Linked DNA regions of Mus musculus: regions 1 and 3 are each linked to region 2. The links are chromatin contacts, called in public HiChIP or PLAC-seq and promoter capture Hi-C maps. All regions are on one chromosome and are shown on one strand. Each heading gives the region's core, a stretch centred on a gene start, on an enhancer-like site or on the middle of the called end of the contact. The rest is flanking DNA. Distances are from core to core; before and after follow the strand shown. Region 1 holds the start of Fbln7 (fibulin 7). Region 2 has its middle 49 kb from the start of Il1b. Region 3 overlaps Fbln7 (fibulin 7).

Evidence for each region. Promoter capture Hi-C pulls out the DNA fragments that hold promoters and counts their contacts. HiChIP or PLAC-seq counts read pairs in DNA pulled down with a chosen protein or histone mark.
Region 1: a promoter capture Hi-C map of embryonic stem cells shows a contact between it and region 2, with 3 times the contacts expected there. The contact joins the promoter of Fbln7 here to the enhancer-like site in region 2. A contact is called at or near these places in 10 of 39 promoter capture datasets (the 3T3-L1 cell line, 3T3-L1-derived adipocytes, the C10 cell line and 6 more), 1 of 115 datasets of contacts at active chromatin or transcription factors (astrocytes) and 1 of 9 other capture datasets (embryonic stem cells).
Region 3: an H3K27ac HiChIP or PLAC-seq map of embryonic stem cells shows a contact between it and region 2, with 4 times the contacts expected there. The contact joins two enhancer-like sites. A contact is called at or near these places in 1 of 15 datasets of contacts at CTCF or cohesin (the NIH/3T3 cell line), 1 of 484 Hi-C or Micro-C datasets (pro-B cells), 2 of 115 datasets of contacts at active chromatin or transcription factors (both in embryonic stem cells) and 1 of 9 other capture datasets (embryonic stem cells).

What each region holds. Positions count from the first base shown.
Region 1 is chr2:128,861,550-128,865,553 of GRCm38.p6, reverse strand. It overlaps Fbln7 (fibulin 7), which reads right to left and starts at 1,622. Exons shown (of 8, transcript NM_024237.4): 1 at 1,407-1,622. The coding sequence starts at 1,481.
Region 2 is chr2:129,418,168-129,421,792 of GRCm38.p6, reverse strand. No RefSeq gene overlaps it. Among named protein-coding and RNA genes, the nearest start is that of Il1b, 49 kb to the right of the region's middle. Within about 2 kb of position 2,137, at least 7 of the 459 cell types and tissues checked have an H3K27ac peak or open chromatin away from gene starts, as enhancers often do. A contact at or near this core is called in embryonic stem cells, where this site is marked.
Region 3 is chr2:128,890,441-128,894,429 of GRCm38.p6, reverse strand. Fbln7 (fibulin 7) reads right to left here. Exons shown (of 8, transcript NM_024237.4): 5 at 1,847-1,987; 6 at 526-663. Among named protein-coding and RNA genes, the nearest start is that of Fbln7, 29 kb to the right of the region's middle. Within about 2 kb of position 1,914, at least 19 of the 459 cell types and tissues checked have an H3K27ac peak or open chromatin away from gene starts, as enhancers often do. A contact at or near this core is called in embryonic stem cells, where this site is marked.

The DNA.
Region 1 (4,004 bases), core at 373-2,872, 560 kb after region 2:
CAGCCTGGGATGGGGGAGCCCAGTGGAGATGTATCTTCTGTGCTTCTGGCACTGGGCATGGGGTGAAGGTTTGGTTTGGCTTTGTAATCTGCAAAACTAGGGAGATCCCATTGCTCTGGTGGGTGGGCTCACAGTAGCCCCAGGCTGGGTCCTGGCCATTTGGCTGTTGAGCAACTTCCTGTGACTCCCACTCATTACCTTCCGCACTAACAGGAGCAGGTCTGATCTAAACCAAATTCTCCAGGCTCGGAAAGCCTTGCTGCACCCCAGGGGACTTCTCAGTATCCCCGGGGAAACTTGCCAGTGCACAGCAATTTAGCCCCAGAACATGGAGCATGGACAAAGATCAGGTCAGAGTCCAGTCAGAGAGGGAATTTATACCACTTCTTCCTGACTGGGTGGTCTTAAAGAAGGATCTGGACACTCAGCAGGCACCCAGCCTCCCTGCACATCCTGCAGCTGTTTATGCTGCTGTTGGCATGGTTGAAGAAGCTGCTTCAGGACTCTCGTTGAGGGACCTCTGTCTGCTGACACGCGTTTGATGGAAGCTGACCTGAACCTGACAATACAAAGTCTCTCAAATACATTTTTATTTACAGTCTCAATTTTAAAAGTCAGTTTCCAATGGTTAATAAAATAATAATAATAATACTTATTGTTGTTGTTGTTGTTATTGTTATAAAATCTAGCCAAGCAAATAAATCCAGTGGGATTTGGAGACGTAAATGTCAAAAAAAAAAGAGAAAGAAAGAAAGGAAGGAAAGAAGGAAGGAAGGGAGGGAGGGAGGGGGAGCGAGGGAGAGAGAGAGAGAGAGAGAGAGAGAGAGAGAGAGAGAGAGAGAAAGAAGGAGAGAAGGAGAGAAGGAGAGAAAGAGAGAAAGGGAAAGGGAAAGAAAAGAAAAGAAAAGACCCTGCTGTTCATATGGGTGTGTAAGAAAATATAATTGCAACTCTGAGGCTTCGGGTGCTCAGGATAGGACCACCTGAGGATCCATCAGGCCACTGGTAAGAATTTCTGAGAGTGGTTAGGGTGTGGTGGCAGCAAGAATATTTCAGTTAGAAACGTAAATGTTGGGTTTGGAGAGCACGAACATTCTCTAACAGAATTGGGCGGCCAGGTGTTCTCACCAAGACCCACAAAAGACCAGTGTCTCAGAAATCCTTGGGTAACTTTCCCGGGCTGGCGATTCCCACGCGGAGCCACCTTCTCCCGTTGGGCTGCAGCAGCCCAGGTCGCCTGCAATGACAGATGGAGGACCCCGCTCCTCTCTCCATCAACCAAACCCCAGCCCTAGACTCCGCTCCAAGTCCCAACTCCAGCACAGGAGTGGAGCATGGCATGCCCTGGCCTCGGCGCTACCTCCTTGGGAAGCGGGACTCCAAGACGCACTGCGGGGGACACTGACCTGGAAAGCCCGCGCTCCGGGGCTGGCGAGGAGCAGCAAGAGGAGGAAAAGCGCGCGCTGTGAGCCCGGTCCCATCTTGCCACTCACAGCCTTGCTGCTGGGGAAGGCAGGTCGCTGTTCTCTGGCCGCAGTGCGCGGGTCCCTTGCAGCTTCCAAGGCCACTAGTCCGCAGCCGCCTGCACGGGACTGTCCCGACGACGCGGGGAGGCGCCAGCCCTGTGGCGGAGGCGAGAGAGGAGGAGCTGTGGAGCCTGGAATGCGCCTGGGAGCTCGCCCAATCCTCTGCTCTGGGAAAAGAACGGGTGCGACGCCTCGCGACCAAGGGTGGCCAGTGTCCACCCTGGGCTGCCCCACTGTCCGCAGTCCCCACTGCCCGCCGGGAGAGACCTAGGCCCCTGCCAACTACACGCGGCTGATTGATGAGCCAAATTTAGGACTGTCCCACTTCAAAGCCCACATAAGGACATCTTCCTCTAGGACAACAGAGAACAGGGTTAGTATGGCAGAAAGATGGCCTTCATAAATTGGACCAGGTTAGACCGTCTCTTCTTAAACCGTGGGCCGAAAAAAATGGGAGCTGAGTTACTGATTTTAGCAAATGGTGAGGCACGAAACCAAAAATTAATTCAAAATCAAATATAATGAATCCAAGGTATCCTTGGTCTCCATAACTGCTACTGGTCAGATGTCCAGGGGCACCACGGGAATGATCACACACGCACACACACACACACACACACACACACACACACCTAGGACACTTGGCTCAGATCTCAGACTAACTTATGTTACGAAATGAAGTGGTTTTACTGTACACGCTAAGTTTTTTGCTACTTTGTACTACTTACTTATATGAGGTGGTGTGCTCCGTGTGACAATTTTATAACCAAACAATCAATTTAGGGGGGGAAAAAAGTCAAAACTGCTTCTTATTCTTCAATATCAAATATTCAGCCAAGATTTAATTCTTCATGTAAAAATTAATAAAGCATATCAAATTTCCTTTAATTTTAATAAAGGATAAAATTATATTTATAGCAAATAATTACTTTAAAATAAATTTATGATTTATTACCAGTACGTGTTTGATCTGTACACTTCTTCATGTGCCTGAATTCCTAAGGTTGCAGAAATATTTCTCAGTGAAAAGAGACTGAGAGCAAGAAGTTTAAAGGGCTCTGAGTTAGACTAAGTCACCCTTTGGACAACTCTGCCAGTTTTTAAATCAATTCTCCCTAGGGCTTTTGGAAGGCGCGTGCTCAGTGACTAAGTTAAGAGGGCGCATGCTCAGTGACTAGGTTAGGAGGGCGCATGCTCAGTGACTAAGTAGGGCACATGCTCCGTGACGAAGAGTCTACAGCCTTCCTTCTAGTTTTCCGTCTGTTTCCCAAGGGTTTAAAGTAAAGGCCCAGCTACAGAACACGCCTGGGGTCTAGTTAGGTAACAGCCCTGTGACAGGCATGGAATTGAGGTTCCTGTACTCAGGCTATGAGTGAACCAGATGTCTCGGACCTCTCTACTCCTGGAAAACGTAATTTAGTTCTCCCTGCAAGGACATTTTGTGAAGCTCACTCTTCTGTATGGAATGGTTCTGAGCTGCTTTAGATGGAAAGCAGAAGGCAAGCCGAGAGTCCTCTCTTGGCCTGTTAGAGATGCTATAACAAAGTACTCCAGACTAGGCAGTGTACAAACAATACAATGTGTGCCGCGAGGCTCTGCAAGCTAGGTTCAAGATCAAGGCATCCACAGGCAGAACTGATGTCCGTAAAGTTTACTTCATCCTCACTTGTGGGAACAGACAGGAGATCGATAAGGATTCCGGCGTGGGGTGGTGGTGGTGGTGGTGGTGGGGGAGACAGGGTTTCTTTATGTAGCTCTGGCTGTACTGGAACTTGGTCTGTAGACCGGCTGCCCTTGAATTCAGAGATCCTCCTGCTTCTGCCTCCCAAGTGATAGGATTAAAGACATGTGCCACCAGCAGCAGCATGAGGTCTCTTTTGTAAGGACACTATAGTTATCTAATTCAGAAATATCCTAAGGTGACATCTCATCACACTACCATACTGAGGAAGGAGTTTAAAATATGACCATAGCCAGTTCCCTGGAAAGCATGGAGCACTGGGCACTGGGCATGGGACCTACCGGCCACCCAAGGATTGGCTATCCAACAAATACCACGGAGCTGTTTCCTCCCATCCATTGCATCGAGCAAAGTCCATGTCCTTGTGCTTTGAAAGTCTTGCTGAGAGACCCAGTCAGAACACTGCATGTCACTGTCCAGGTAGAGAGGAAAGGACAGCTGCCAAACCAGGGTAGCCCTTAGAGATGGTGGGTTTCTGTGTCAGTCTCCAATGTGTCTGCTGGCTATGAGAGAGCCACCCGTTTCCTGGCTGGGCTTGCCTCTCCTGTGAATGAAAGCTTTCATTCTATTCGGAGCGGCTATTTATTTTGACTTTTAATCTACCCCGTATTTACATGGCAACTTCCAAGCACTCTTAGCGGTTCTGGTTCCATAGTGGACACTAGAGGCTGGGCGGATGTGAGCAAGCCCTCTTTTTTCTCCTTTTACCCCTTCCCCAATCATAAAGCTGAGACACA
Region 2 (3,625 bases), core at 888-3,387:
AGGTTTTTTGAGAGACATCAGAGAGGGGATTCCTTCTGGGACATCGGCTGAGAAGGAAGGTCAGCTGGGTGCTTTCTCTGCCTCTCTGAGCTAGCAGGCTTTCACACTACCATCTGGTTTCCAGGTCTTCATCGGTAAAATTGAATGATTATAATTTTGATAAAAAGCATCAGGTCTCAGGTTGTTCAGAGATTCACCAATCTGACCATGAGTAACTTTAAAGAAGAAGCTTTATTGAGATTGGCACCAGGATTGCGCCAGAAAGTCGGGATTCTCAAGATGCAGCCTTTCTGGGGTGGGGAGTGGCACATATCCTATCTACATGCAAGGATTCTGCCTGTAAGCAGGGGCTCAGTTAGCAAACAGATGTCATCGGCTATCTTGAGCAAGCAAGCTTATTTACAGAAGCAGAAACACACAGTTAGCATAGTGACCATTATCTTGAATTGTAGCCGCCCGCAGCTACATGAATCAGGTTCCTGAATGGGAGGCTGGAGCTGCATGGGAGGAAACAGCGGAAGGAATAACGAGACCAAGACAAAATTCTGATCAACCCCCACGCACCCTCCTCCCCCCCTAGTTTACTAAGAGTCTGAGCTTATAAAGGGGGAAGGCCCATCCCCCGCCACACCAGGTTCTTGATGCTTTGTCACCAGCCTGTCAGCACTTGGTCCAGGTTGTCAGCACTTAGTTGCCTGGCTGTTGCTTATCTCAGGAAGACAGATTCTGCCTCTCAGCCTCTCAGCAGTAGTGGCCGGCAGTCTTGGCAGAACAATAGACCTATCTAGGTCAGAAGACTCCACCCTAGGAGGTGCCAGAACAGGTCTGAGCCAGCCTGCTCAAAGCTGGGGGAGGCTACATTGAATAATGGACAGATATATTTAAAATTGTAAAAGACTAGATAATTACAAGAAAAACCACAGGCATTCTAGTCATTCTTAAGCAAGCTGGCTAACAGGGTCCCTTTCTCACTGGTACAGCTTTTAGAGGGTAGAGGAAATGTTTGCTTTATAGATCTTTTAAGTGTAGTAACTTAAGCTTTAAACATAATGTTAGCCATCATAATACTTGATACTTCTTAAATAGATATGAAAAAGGGACTCATCAGGGCCACTGCAGATAGCACCTGGGAGCTGAGTCTCTCCCTTCCATTCATGCTGGCATGAAGAGTGTCACCAATATTCACAAACAAGAGCATTTCACTAATAATGCCTTTACCCAAAGACATTCTCTTCAAAATTTTTAAGTGTTTTCTTATGATGGTTACTTTTCTCTGTGTATTTTGTTGGAGTTATGATCACAATAAGGTTAGGGAGATAGATGGAGAGACAGTGAGCAATAGCATGTAGATGGATGATGGAGAGACAGAGTGAGTGACAGCATGTAGATAGATGGAGAGACAGAGTGAGTGACAGCATGTAGATAGATGGAGAGACAGAGTGAGTGACAGCATGTAGATAGATGGAGAGACAGAGTGATAGCATGTAGATAGATGGAGAGACAGAGTGAGTGACAGCATGTAGATAGATGATGGAGAGACAGAGTGAGTGATAGCATGTAGATAGATGGAGAGACAGAGTGAGTGACAGCATGTAGGTATGGATTTAAGTATAACTTTTCATCAACACAATCTTTAACTTCCAAGACATTTGAAGGCTTGGGCCTATAAAATCTGACCTCTTTCGTCTTCCTGGCAATTATTAAGCTTTGAATACAATTATTTCAGAACTCACCTAGAAAATGTATCTAATGAGGTGAACACTGGAGCATATGGATTCCATCAGAGTAGGTCTAAAGCACCTGGTTTGTGGAGATTTCAGTGACCTCAGGGGGCCAGTTCAAAGGAAGCCTATCCAGCCTTAACATAAAGTACTCACCGGGGAAGAGCTGTTCTTAGATGTTGCCTTCATCCAAACCAGGAAAGCACATATAGACTGGACCTCAGCTTGCTGCTGCCATTTATTTAACAAAGTCTTAGAAAAGCAAGAAATTCAACAGTCTGTGATTTGTTGCCCAGGGAAGTTTAAGGGAACTCCCTCATGTCAGCACATTTTGTTCTTGCTCTGAACACCTGGAGTTAGCTGGTCAGGAGAGGCTGTGTATCCATGACCTTGGCTGATTTCTCTGGTTTGTGTTTCCATTTGCTAAGTAGGTCACTGGGTGTTGTCTTTTCTGGGAAGCAGCCCCCGCTCACAGACAGAGACTTCTTTTCCTTGGGCTGACCTCTGCTTTCCTCTTATTCCCACTCCATCCTCTGGGACCTGCAAAAGCATTCAAATGATCCCCAGTGTCTCGCTGTCCTCTTGAACAACCAACCAGTTCCACTGTTTGTGTACAAAGGACACAAGACCAGTGGCAGTTGGAAATATTGTTTGTGACTTTCTGTCCTCAAAGCAGAGCATCTCTCACTTCTCCGCCAAGCACAGTCCTTCTCTCCCAGACCGTATCCTTCTTTTAGTACAAATATACTCAGGCTCCTTTGTTCATAGGAACATTTGGAAATACAGTCACGCTCTTCTCCTCATAGAAACTTTCTGCAAGATATTCTGTCTCTTGCAGTGATTTTGACCACCAATGTCAGTGTCTGATTGTTGTTTCAATTTATACTTAAAAACTTGGAATCTACAGTGTCACATGGACAACAAAATGGTAAGAGGTTTCGGGGAAATATTAATACAAATGACATTCACATACTATGAACACCAGAAGTAGGGCCCTTGCTGAGGGGGAATTTGATTGGAAAGTTTCTGTGAGCAGACACCAGTTTGCAGCTGTGTGAAGTCGTGGTTCTTGCAAGAAGCACAAGATTGCAGGGTTAATTCCAACCGTGCCTGCCAAGTCTCAGGGCAGCCACTGATCATCACCTTCAGTGAGAATAATTTATAGTTCAATCTTACATGCAAGCACACTAAATTATCATCAAAATCCTCTCATTAATAAATTAGTCAAATTAACATTGGAGAATCATATTTGAAAAATCCAGTGACATATTACATTTATAATAAAGGCTCAGAAATATTGCTGGGAGCCTTGTGGTACAAAGGACTGTGATCAAATTGGACATTCATTAATAAATGAAGTGAAGAACCTGACCAAGGTGAAGGTTGAAGTTTTTAAAAGGTAAATAAAATGAGATAACAAGACACACAGAATTTTGCTTATTTCTTTGATCACCCCTCCTCACATGAGAGCCCAGATCCCTCGTTTGTCCACGTATCTTGAATAATTCACCACTCATAGACTTTCCAGTTCAATGCATTATAAAACAAACTCAGGCTGAGCTTCAATCATATTAGACTACAAGCTGAATTTTTCATGAAAAAAATATTTAAAACAAAAATGCATCTTGGGCCCAACAAAACAAGCCATGGCGAGAGTTCAGTGAGGAGCATCAACTGAGATGCTGCTTCAGCTGGGGGAAGCTAAAGGGATCCTGTTAGATGTGCATCAACCACAATCTTAGCAGTTGCACAGTAACTGTAACAATAGTAACAGCATTCAGTGACTGTAACAATAGTAACAGCATCCCACTGGAGCTCAGCACTGCCTAGAGAGAGAGGTGCTAGGCTTTGCTCTGGTTCTTTAGTTGTGAAAGCAATGGGAGAGCTGAACCAGGATGAAGCTT
Region 3 (3,989 bases), core at 665-3,164, 530 kb after region 2:
AATGAACCCTTCCAGTCACAACTAGTCAGGCCCTTATGAGCCGTGAGCCTGGTGGCTCTGCTTCTCTGGTGTCCTCAAACAGCCACCACACATGGTCATGGCGGCAGAGCCTGTAAGGTAACTTTCCCATCAAAGGACACTAGATCGTGGACACACAGGGCCATGAAACCTCCTAGGTTCCTTCAGATTCTAATAAAGTGGAGTCTGGCTAGCTCCTTGGTCTGTGGGTTCAGGTCTGGCTGAAGGCATTGCTGAAGAATAGGAAGCGTCACTCACATGAGGTCAGAAGGCACTGAGTGATCAACCAACCTGTTTGTGTAGAATATGTAGCCTGGTCTTCGGAAGACCTGTTTGTTAATTTCCTTTTTAGGATCAAATGTGTCCTCAGATCTTTGATTCTCTTAACCTCATCATTCTTGAATGGGGACCGGGGATGAGAGCAGGGGTCACAGCGGCAGCAGGTGACCAGGTGTGGAGGGTGACCTCTAGCCTCATGGTCACCTGCCTCTACCTAGTCTCACTCACCCTCACAGCTCTTCCCATCAGCCAGGATCCGGTATCCACTCGGGCAGGTACATCGGTAGGAACCAGGGGTGTTCACACAGGCATGCATGCAGAGCCGGGGGCGTCCTTTCTGCCCATAGATCTCACACTCATTCACATCTGGGGACAAAAGCGCCCATGATTCCAGGAGGCTACACAGCCTTTGTCAACCAGACTCATTGGCAGCTGTGACTGAGTGGCTGGACACAGCAATGAGCAGAGGACCCCTCTACCCAGTCTAGGACCAAGAGGGCTAAAAGGAGGAGCTGACATGGAAAACCCCAGAGGGGATTCTCGGTGTAAATGGGGAAACTCTACAAAGGTTAGTGAGTCTGGTACCCGGCTCAGAGACTAGAACCAGATTCAGACCCCCATCTTAGCTCTCCTCATCTTCAGCAATGGAGAAACAGTGAGAGAGCCCTGCAGCCTATGGGGCGCTGCAGACCTGTGATCTCAGCACTTAAGAGGCCGAAGCAGGGATCTCCACCTGAGGCCAGCCTGGCCTGTATATTGAGATGCCTCTTTAAAAGGGGGTGGGGAGTGTTTTTATTTCTGATGCTGTGAAATGAACTTCTTAGCACCAACTGGCCAGATCTCAGGATGGAACTGCTCTGTAGTCAGCTAAACTGAGAGAAGGAGGCTGTGCCCATATCCATGGCCCTGGCTGCCATAAATGATCTGAGCCCCTCTCTTGCCACCAGCTCATAGGGTTTTTGCCAGAGGTATGGTGTGTGTGTGTGTGTGTGTGTGTGTGTGTGTGCACATGACAGGGCAAAAGGCTCCTCTTGGGCATAGTAGCTCCAAGCTATGTCAGAAGACAAGCCTGTCGCCCTGGCTGCTTTCTTCTCACCCTCCCCCATGAGTAGCAGACGATGACCTTGAATTCCTGATCCTCCTGTCTTCATCTCCCAAGTGTTGTTGGGATTACATCCATATCACTCCAGGTTTAAACGATGATGGGATTGGACTAATGTGCATGCTAGAGACTGGATGCATACCCTCAACACTCCATGTGTTGTCTATAACGTCTCAGAGAAGGCCCTGGTGCACCTTACAAGAGCCCAACTGTAGGAAGATGGTCGAACAGATAGATACTTTTTTCTCCAGAACACCTCTGAAGTCTACCTGTTCATTTCGATCATCCGGGTAACCCTTACCTAAAAGGCAAATCACAGGTCTCACTGAGACCACGCCCAGAAAGGCCCTTTTGTCCCAACCTCGCGCTCTGTCCCAGGACTGGGGTCTCCTCCCACGGGTGTGGTCCCGCTCCCCCCCCCCCCCCCCCCCCGTAGCCCGAGCCTACCCTGGCAGACGCTGTGGCCGCCCGTGGTGCTGCTCAGGTGGAATCCCGCCTCGCAGCTGCAATGCTGTTCCCGCTCCACCTGCGCGCAGCGGGGTGCGCGGCTGAAGGCGGGGTCACCGGCCTCGCCGCCATCTGGGGCCGCTGCGGGAAGAGGACAGGCTCGCCTCAGCACCCGACCCCTGGCACCTGCCGTGCGCCCCACAACCCGCGAAACCCTATCTCCCAGGGCGTACTCTACAGCAGGGAAGGAATGTCAAGTGATTAACTTACACCGAGCGACTGCGACCGGGACCGGATCCATGAGATTGGAATGTAAAGGCAGAACAGTCAGGCATATTGCAGTGTCAAGTCTGAGGTTCATTTTGAGAATCTTGTACAACGCCCACAATGCAGTGAGCATTAGAGTTTAAAACTCTGAGCCTCCACTTTTTCGATTCGGGATGCAAGCACGTGCTTGTGTGTGTGTGTGTGTGTGTGTGTGTGTGTGTGTGTGTGTGTGTGTGTGTATACAAGCTTCAATGTCTTCAAGGTAGTTGTTATTACAGTTTTTATGTCTTTGCAAAACCAGAAATTAGTTTCCCAAACACAGTAAAAATAAGGTAAACGGATTAAAAGCAAACAAACAAACAAAATCATAATCCTGGCTATCCTGGAACTCACTGTGTAGACCAGACAACCAGATGGGCCTCTACCTTACTTTGCTTTCCGAGTGCTGGGATTAAAGAATATTTTTATTTTATTTATTTATTTATTTTTATTATTATTTTTTTATGAGACAGGGTTTCTGTGTGTAGCCTTGGGCTGGCCTGGAACTCACTCTGTAGACCAGGCTGGCCTGGAACTTGGGGATCCACCTGCCTCTGCCTCCTAAGTGCTGGGTTTAAAGGTGTACACCACCACAGCCTGATGGGTTTTTAAAAAGGTTTTGTGTGTGCCTGAATATATGTATGTATGTATGTATGTATGTATGTATGTATGTATGTATATGTATAGCCTGATGTATATGTATAGCCTGATGCCCTTGGAGGCCAAGAGAGGATTTCTTTGTCTCCCTGGAACTGGAGAGTTAAAGGTGACCTTGAGCGACCTTGTGGTTGCTGGGAACCCTTGCCTACCTCTGCAAGAACAGTAAGTGCTCTTAACCTCTGAGCATCTCTCCAGCTCTGGTTAATGGATTAAAAAAATAATAATAATAATTCTTGTAGTGATTCTCAAGGCCAAGGCAGGATCACTTGAATCCAGTTCAAGGCCAGCCTGAGGCAGCAAAGCCAGCCTCAGTCTTAAAATAATAATAGTGAGGACTGAAGAGGCAGCTCAGTGGTTAAGAGCCAGAACTACTGTTTCAAAGGACTTGAATTTGAGTCTGAGCACCAACATCCAGATGCTCATAAATGCCTATAACTCCACTTCCAGGGGATCAGAAGCCCCCTTGTGGCTTCCACAGGTACTGCAGTCAAGTGCACAAATACACACACACACACACACACACACACACACAATTAGAAAAAAATATTGGAAGAGGCTTACAGGATACTGGGAGAGAGGCATTATCCAGCTAATGGGGAAAAAGGTTCTAGGTAAGCCGGCTGGGACATTTCTTAGTGCGTACCTGTTCACTCCTTACTTCCATTCCTAGAGAAGACTCCAGTCTTGGGTATACTTCATAAAATGATCCCAGGACCCAAGGAGCAATGACCCAAAGGTCCCACTGCAGTACCTGTGGAAGCCACAGGGGGCTTCCAGGAAAGCCCTGCCTCCGTACTGTTTAAACAGAAGGTAACTCCAGACAGCAGAGCTGTAGGGAGCCTTTGGGGGCAGTTTCCTTGTGAGAAAGGATTTGGCAAGCCAGTCCCACTTTGTCAAGACACAGTGAACAGCAAGATTGCGGGTGCACCTGACCTGGGGCTGACTGCTACAGAGGCTGTAAAGAGGTTTTGTTTTATTTTATTTGGGGCAGGGTCTCTTGTGTTCCTGGCTGGGGTTCAGACTCTGCTATGAAGCCAAGGATGCCCTTAAATATCCGATTCTCCTTCCCAGGTGCTGGGATCATAGATGCACATCATTATGCCCAACATTATGTAATGCTAGAAACCAGATGCACGGCTTCCTACATGGGAGGTAAGCACCTACAAAGTGAGCTACA